Linked DNA regions of Arachis hypogaea: region 1 is linked to region 2. A link is a contact called in public Hi-C data. All regions are on one chromosome and are shown on one strand. The core of a region is the stretch at or near the end of the contact, and the rest is flanking DNA. Distances in the headings are between cores, read along the strand shown.

Region 1 (4,341 bases), core at 31-2,530, 92 kb before region 2:
GCCATATCATATCTCCGTTAACGGAGATAGCTACGGGAGCAAGCGTGGAGCACAATCCAATATTTGGGGGTGTTAATTGGGTAATTATAAATTTGGATGTCGAAATTGAACCCAATCAAAAATTTCAGGCGCCAAAATGGATTTCAACTCATCTTCATACTATTGGTTTTTTTCTCCCTCTCCATCAGTAGCCTACAAATGTAAAGTTCTAAAAAACATGTTAATTTATAAGGGAAAAAAAGTGATATAATGTAACATCAATTTTTGAGCAGGGAGAAAAAAAATTGAAAAATGAAAAAGAAAAAAAAAACTATCTCAAGAATAATAATAGAAGATTTTAATCTCTATGGTCTAAATTACATAAACATAATTTAGGACTATAACATATCCAAAGTGTATTTACAAGCACACACATGTGGCATTATTGTCACAAGTGCTTAACTAGATAGATACATAAAGTATTTTATGGTTATAAAACCGCATTTAGTTGTTAGGACAGGACATTATACAGAAATCAGAAACAGAAAATGTAGAAAATGTATGTCTCCACCCTAAGACACAGTGTCTTATATTTGTCTTCAGTTCCAAGTACAATTTTGTATAATGATGAATATAAAAATGTACATTCAACAAAAACTTACCTGATTATGAACAACCAAATCTCCAAGCTTGACATGATCCTGGCTAAAGAAACCTGAAAAATCTGCCCAGTTCACCATAATGGATCTTAGCTGATGTCCCAGCACAATAACCAAGAGATTATAGTAGCATGTTATTTGCATGAAATGGAAAATTCAAAGGAGCAAGTTCACAAGACCAAGAATAATGAGACATTGAGGCTAGTACCGTTTTCATTATAAGTGGTAGATTGGCTTGACTTGTATCTTGAGTGCAAATAGCAAGCAATCTGCAATGTATAACATTGGAAAATTTTCAGGTGAAAATACCAGGTGAAATATATATATAATTCAGATCAATGACTAAAACTACTAGAATACTACTATTCTTATCTGAAATATTATAATTGAAATCAATATTGCTATTCTTTTAATATCTGAAAATTTTCCTATATCATTAACATCTTTGTACCATACTACCATCAACTATCAGTCATGTATGATTAGAGGCCCAACCACCCTTCAGTGTTACCCACTGAAAATTATATCACCTCCTAAATCCATCTTCTGTTTTTTTTTTTTTGATATCAGCCTTCTCTTACGAACATGACCACTAAACTGGGCCGATACAACCGTATAAAGGTTAATGGGCTTGCTGAGCAGGCCCATTATGCTCATACTTTGAACCTTCTTCCTCCTTGGAGGCCACATAGTTGCTTACTCCATTTTTTATATGACCACTCATAATTTTATTTTTAATATAATGAATAACGTTTGTACTAAATCATTTTCAAAAAAAAAAAAAAAAAACGTTGATACTAAATCCAATCAACCGAAACGTTATTTGAAGCATTTAGTTTTAAGATTCCAATTTAAAGTACATGAATTTAATTTAAATAACTATGCTTGCATTTTTTAAAAAAAATTTGGAAAGAATGTTGTTTTTAGTGATAACGAATAATGATATAGTGTATTTTCGAGTAGGTCGTCAATGTATAAATTTAAAACAACTTGGTTGCAAATAATATCCGACTATATAAAATACTGGGTTTTTCTCTCGTGATCAAATAGCCAAATTTAAAATTAGAATTATCATTGTTTATACACAAATTAGAAATGACGAAATATATAATACATACAATATAGCATAGGTAACGTGGTGGTTAACATGTTTATTTTGTCTCAACTAAAATAAAAATGAAACTCACACGTCAATATCGAGAAATCAGATGTTCAAAGATTTGGAGCAAATGTAAACGGCTGAATGCTTATGCTATTAACAATATATTATCAATTTTGTTGATATTTTTTCTCCCATCATCAGACAATAGCTACTTGTTTTGCATCATTCTCGTTTCTCAAATAAAATAAAGTTTGTATATGTCCTAAACCAAATCAACCATATAATTTTATTTTATTTTTTTTATATTAAATCACACCGCCATATATAATTATATAATTGTGTGGTCCTTGACAAATAATGATCTACAAGTGTTAATTAAGGGCAGCCATGAGCAATGCAAGTTGTACTCTCATGAAGAGGATTTATGAATTCAATCTAGAATTTTTTTAGAATTTTTTAATTCTAATATCATCCCTATTAAATCATTAAAAAAAATATTTAAGTCTCGAAGCGTATTTAAATTTGTGAGTATGATTAGAAGAGTTTAATTTTTTGATCTTCTTTAATTAAAATTTTTGTATTTTTAATAGGGCTAAATCGCAACTTTTTTGATGAAAAAAAAATTGTGGAGGCGGCTTTGATGTATTGAGACCAAAGCCCTAAAGTTACTATTTATATTTGAGTGTGGCACCCATTAAACTCTAAAGCCCAAATACAATATCTCTGGTTTTATTCTCATTTAATTCCAAATCAAAAATAATAATGACTTATTCTATTAGCATTTATAACAATAAATGAGATCACTGTTATATAAGTCAATGTGAAATAACTTAAAAGAATCTTAGCCCCATTTTTTGCTTATTAACACTTGCTGGCCTTTGAAATAACTTTTGGAGACTATTTGCTTTTTGTCTCGTACCTAGCTACGAGACTTTTTCTTTTTATCTCGTAACCAGGCAAGAAATATTTTTCAGTTTTATCTCCTATGTAGCAGAAACAGAAATGGAGTAGAAGGGAGAGAGAAAATCACACCACGAAGTATCCTGATTCAGCTGCCAAGTGCAATGCAGCCTACATCTAGTCTCTATCACAACAATGATGGAATTTCACTAGAATCATCATGATTACATACACCAATTCTCCCTAGGAACTACCCTTCCTATTCGGGACAAGTCCAGAATCTAATCCCCAATCCTGAACTTGACTTGGTTACTGCCAAACTTTCAACTGTTAAGTGCTAACCCAACTTGCAAGGGGATTCCCACAGAATCATCCACAGAATCATGAAACACAACACAAATGTACAAAGGACCTCTAGGACATCTATGGTTTTTTCTTTTAATTTTGTATACTCTGCCTTTTTCCGCTCTATAGCTTTTTCATACAAACCTCACTGTTTGTCTTTTTCCATGAGACTCAAGACAGACAAAACTAAACAGAAAAATACAAAATGAAGAACATTGAAGGAGAAGAACTTCTGTTAGCTTAGGTAGCTATGAGAACTCTGTGCTTACTCTCCTTGTTTCAAGCCCTGGCTGTTCTCCCTTATTTATAGAAGGGGAAGCCTCCAAGGTTGAAACTGTTGAACTAAGCTAATCTTCTTCTTCTTCAAACCAAAAATCGGTTCGGCCAGAGAGAGAGGAGAGGAAACCGAATGTAAAACCCAACATGCAATTACCTCTGCGTCTTCCCTTGTCACTAATCTTCATCAATCCGGGCCTTCCATCTTGTCTTGCACTCCAAGAAGGATTCCTAGCGCTTGATGAGTTCTTGATGATGACAACTCCATCTGCTATAACTTCTACCTCATCCTCCACGTAGCTACAATAGCTACCTCCTGTAGTGGTTGAGCAAAAGCAGAGATGAGCCATTCTTCCAAAGGATCTTTTTTCTCTGACCGAAGTGGATCTCCATCATTTTTGGTATGGAGAGCTTGAGATCACTTCACCGCATCTTACCTTTTGTGGTAAAGATCTTAGCCACACCATACTTCATATTTTCTTTTTCTTGATGCCATCATTACAATGGCCTTGCTACTAGCTTCTTCTTCTTTCTGATAGCTTGCATTATCTTCCATATTTCTTCTGTAAAGTGACCGAAAGTTTGAGAGAGATGAGAAAGAAGAGAGAAAACTTTCAATGTGATTTGAATAAAAGAATTAAATTGAATTAACTTTTACTTCCCTTTTGCTTATTAACGCGTAGCATCATTAAAAGTAATCAAATCAATTTCTCTTTCTCTTTCATGTTTCCAATGCTTGCATTCAATCCAAGTTAATAAAAGTTTGAATTCCATAAACCAAGTGAGTGTGTAACCGAACCCAATCAAGCATTTCTCCCTTTCCTTTCAAATTTAATTCGGACCAAGCTTTTGGTCTTGTAACCAATATTTCAATTGGGTTTGTTTAACTATTTTCTGGCCCAACTAATACATCACTAATTCAGCCACATATATTAAACCATTTTTGTACCAAAGCTAAATTTTAACTTCATATTGGGTTTATTAATTTTTCTTTTAGCCCACAACAGAATCTGCAAGCAACAAAAATTATTAATTAGTAAATATGAATTAAAATTTAAATTAATAATTTTTGTAAATAAT
Region 2 (4,511 bases), core at 532-3,031:
TTCAGTAGTAAGCTGGACTTAGTCCGATGGGCGGCTAAGGTTTATAATGCCCTTATGGCTCTGCAAGAAGATATTTAGATGGGAGAAGAGAGAAAAATGGCTTTGGCTTTGGTGTCAACTTGTTCCGAAAAATATCAAATTTTTTACTTGACTTTGTGTGTGAAAGGCACTACCTACTGATGGTTTTTGTCTCAGGAGAGGCCTTTCACCTACAGATAACTGTCCCAGTTGTTTGACTTGCCAGAAAACAGTTTTTCACTGTATTTGAGATTGTCCAAAAACTCCGTTTATTTGGCAGATTTTAGAGATTTTCGATCATCCTCTGGATTTGAAGAACTGGTTCTTGTCCCATAGTAAAAAGCATCATTTTAGGTTCTTTTTTGGTTTATGGTGAATTTGAAGAGCTAGGAACAATGAGATTTTTAACCATCATGAGCCTTGGCTAGGGGTGGCAAACGGGTCTAAACCCGCCGGGCTGGCTCGCGTAACCTGCCAAAAAAGGCGGGTCGGGATGGAAAATTGGGACCGCCAAATAGCAAAAATCCGTCTAACCCGCACCGCTTAAACCGTAGGTTTTGGCGGGCTTTGGCGGGGCGGGGCGGGCTTCTCCGCCGGGCTTAGTGTTTTTTTAGTGAGGGAGTATTTTTACAATTTTTTTTGCCAAAACCTAACTTTTTCCAACCTAATCCCAACCTAACTTACAAGAGTATGAAGATAAAATTGAGTGGTTTGGATTATGTTTATGTTACTTTTGAGACAATATTTATAATTATGTTTTAAATTATGTTTATTTTGCTTTGAAGAGAATATTTATACTTATGTTTCGGATGAAAACTTGGTTTATAATTATGTTTATTAGATATTTATAATTACAAAGATTTTAATATTTATGAATATAAAAAATATAATTTTTTATGCCTTTAGAAATTATAAATTTATTAATATGATTGTGAAATTATATATATTATTTAGTAGTTAATAGTAAAAAAAAAAGAGGAGATTTGGCGGGCTTAGCCCGCCAGCCCGCCAAAGGGTAGGCTTCTGGTGGGGCGGGGCAAGCTTCCCCGCTTGCCACCCCTAGCCTTGGCCTCCTTTTAAAGTAGCTCGTATGACTTTAACCTTCGAGAAGGAGGTTCGGAATAATGTCTTTGAATGACAACGAATTTCTATTTCTTCTATGATTAGTTGTTCTTGGGTTTCTCCTTCAATGGGTACTTTTAAGATTAATTGTGATGCTAATTACTCTGGTTCTGGGGATCGGATTGGTTTTGCCTATATTAACAGAGATTGAGACGGAAATCGGCAACGACACTGTTTGGAAACAATAGAGAGCTGCAATATTCTTCAAGGAGAATTGTTTGCTATTTGGAGAGGATTTCTTTTAGCTTAAGACTTGGGACAAAGAAATGTGATTTGCGAAATGGATTCTCTTGAGGCTTTCATTTTTGTTAACAATTCTCATGATAATGCTGGATATATAGACCTTTTGGTGTTTAAAGTCAAAGATATTATAATTTAAAAGTGACATGTTGATTTTTGCTTAATCTTATGAGATGCAAATACAGTGACAGATATTATGGCAAAAATGACCTTAAAATCACATTAACAGCATATAGAGCTTCTAATACTTTAAAAGCAGTTTGAAACGAGTATTTAGAAGAATCGCCTTACGTTTCCTTTTCTAGTGGATTGTTTTAAATTTTCAGTCAAAAAAATATGTATCTCTAGATTTGCACGTGGTCAGAGAGATCAACTTCACTATTGATGCCCTCTCATGCCTGATATCGTCCTTTCATATTTCTTGAATTTTGTTTTCATTATACGTAGATATGCCTTCCCACCACAAGCACATTGGAAGAGAAAACAAATGAATTTATCTCTCTAGGGCTTTCCTTTTATTGCTGGGACAATACACGTTATAGTCCAAAAACTTTTGTTACACGAGGGAAGCGAGTCCAGTTGAGTTGAATAAAGGAAATTCAATTATTATTATTATTATTATTATCATTATTATTATTATTATCATACATAATATGTATTGATATAAATAATTAAAAAATATAAATACTCTCGTAATGATATTTTTACATAAAATAATATTATGAATAGTTAGATAATTTAATATTTAATCGAATATATTTTACTGAATTATCCAACTGTTCACGATATTATTTTCGTACGAAAATATCATGTGAATATTCAAAAAAAATAAAAGAAATGGCAGCCAAGCAGGGGAAGTGTTCTCCGCCTTTAAAATGCCGACTTCCCCTGAAGCTCGTTGACTAATAAAATAACTACAACAAAAGGTTACTGGGAGTGAGAGAGAAATCACAATGGGAATCAGTGAAGAGAGTAATACTGAGCCTCTATACGAAAAAATATGGGTGAAATACACACTTTCAAGGGTAATGGATTCAATTATTCTGATCCTCCTTGTTTTGCTACTCTGCTACCGTGTATTCTCCTATGATGACATGAACCACCACTCATACCCTTGGTTCCTTGCTTTCATGTGCGAGTCATGGTTCACTTTCACTTGGTTAACCATCATCTCCACCAAATGGAACCCTTCATATACCAAATCCTACCCTCACCGTCTCTTCTCCCGGTAAAAAAAAAAAAAAAAAAGTGTTGGTCACTTAACATTTCTGATTCCGAACCTATGTATCTATTATTAACTATATATATTGTGATTTTTTTTTTTATGTAAAGGGTAGCTGAGCTTCCATCAGTGGACTTGTTTGTGACAACAGCAGATCCAGTTCTTGAACCACCAATCATAACAGTGAACACTGTTCTGTCACTTTTGGCACTTGATTACCCTTCCAACAAGCTTTCTTGCTATGTCTCCGATGATGGTTGCTCCCCTCTTAACTTGTATGCTCTTGTGGAGGCTTCAAAGTTTGCAAAGCTTTGGGTACCTTTCTGTAAGAAGTACAATGTAAAAACTAGAGCACCCTTTAGATACTTCGATTCTAATAATAATGAGGCCACCGCACCCAACAATAGTCCAGAATTCATGCAAGAATGGTTGGCAATTAAGGTGATTATTATTATCAATTACATGCATATCGATGTTAGTTTATGTATATATGTATGAATTTGAAGTCTTTAATTTAATTTATGCAGGATGGGTATGAGCATCTTTGCAGTAAAATTCAAAATGCGACAAAGAAATCAATCATGCTCGACCAAGAATTTCACGTATTCTCAACGACACAGCTCAATAACCATCCAACCATAATCAAGGTGCATGAAGTACTCGCTATATGAGAAGGATGAGAAAGTATAAAAAAAACTAATTTTTAATTAGTTATCCCATTTTAAAAAAGAAAGTTAATATTGACTAAAAAAAAAGTTAATTCTCTAACATTATTTAAAGAATATATAACAATGCGATTGAAAAGGAGATTGAGACAGAGATTAAAAAGTAGATTTGTAATATAAAAAGTTAAATGAGAATAATTTAAAAAAATATTATTAAAATTTTAATTTCTATTTCTAAAAATTTTAGTAATCTGTGTCTTCACTTTATAGAGATATTAAAGGATTAAAATTTTGTATCCCAAATAAAAATTTAATCTCTACTCATTAAGTATATATAATATTCAATGTCAATCTTTTAATTTCAATTCCACTCCTAAAATATAAAGGCAATATAAGAATTTTTTTTCCCTTGAAAAGTGTATAAAATTAAAAATATCTATAAAAAGTAATAAATATAACATTTTTTCCGGAAAAAAATCAAATAGATATTTTGAAAAATATGTCTAACAAGAAAAGAAATTATAGATATTCATTTTGGAGGAAATGACAAAAACATGTATTTTTTATATGGAGTGTTTTTTTTTAATATTTACATAATGATATTTTTATATAAAATAACATCGTAAATTATTAAATAATTTGATATATTTAATTTAATATATTTAATTAAATCATCTAAGGATTCATATCTAACTATTCATATAATTATTTTAATGTGAAAAGATGTTTGAAAGATATTCAATTTTGTTTTTTACTTAACATGGGGTCTTCCTAAGGAGCTGCTATTAAATGTGGACTCACCACACTGACCGACACGTGAAGCTTTCCCACTATCTCAGCCTGACAGTATCTAAAAAAAAGTCAATTTTATTTTACTTTTTTGTTGTCTTGGTTAAATAAGGTTACTAATTGTGTCCCATCTTCAACTATTTATTAACTGATAGGTGCTACTACTGTATTATTAGAAGAAGAAAAAAGGACACAATCATTCTCAGGCATTTAAGATTTAGGTCAATAATATATGTTAAAATAGTATTTTCACCATGATGATGATGGCATTAGGTAATATGGGAGAACAAAGAAGGTGTTTCAGATGGGGTGCCCCATTTAATCTATGTATCAAGAGAGAAGAATCCTAATCATCCACATCGTTATAAGGCTGGTGCTATGAATGTCTTGGTATGTTCTGCCTTCCATGACATTAGAGATAATAAGAAATCAATTTAAAATAGTTTAAAATTATT

The links. A called contact is a pair of places that touch in the nucleus more often than the background predicts.
Region 1: a contact with region 2 is called in a Hi-C map of an unstated tissue, with 4 times the contacts expected there. The contact joins the enhancer-like site here to the promoter of LOC112770873 in region 2. A contact is called at or near these places in 4 of 8 Hi-C or Micro-C datasets (leaf and an unstated tissue).

The regions. Positions count from the first base shown.
Region 1 is chr18:7,488,995-7,493,335 of arahy.Tifrunner.gnm2.J5K5, reverse strand. No RefSeq gene overlaps it. Among protein-coding and RNA genes, the nearest start is that of LOC112772187, 9.5 kb to the right of the region's middle. Within about 2 kb of position 1,280, at least 3 of the 3 cell types and tissues checked have open chromatin away from gene starts, as enhancers often do.
Region 2 is chr18:7,397,799-7,402,309 of arahy.Tifrunner.gnm2.J5K5, reverse strand. LOC112770873 (cellulose synthase-like protein B4) reads left to right here and starts at 1,781. Exons shown (of 8, transcript XM_072225594.1): 1 at 1,781-2,608; 2 at 2,713-3,043; 3 at 3,130-3,249. The coding sequence starts at 2,334.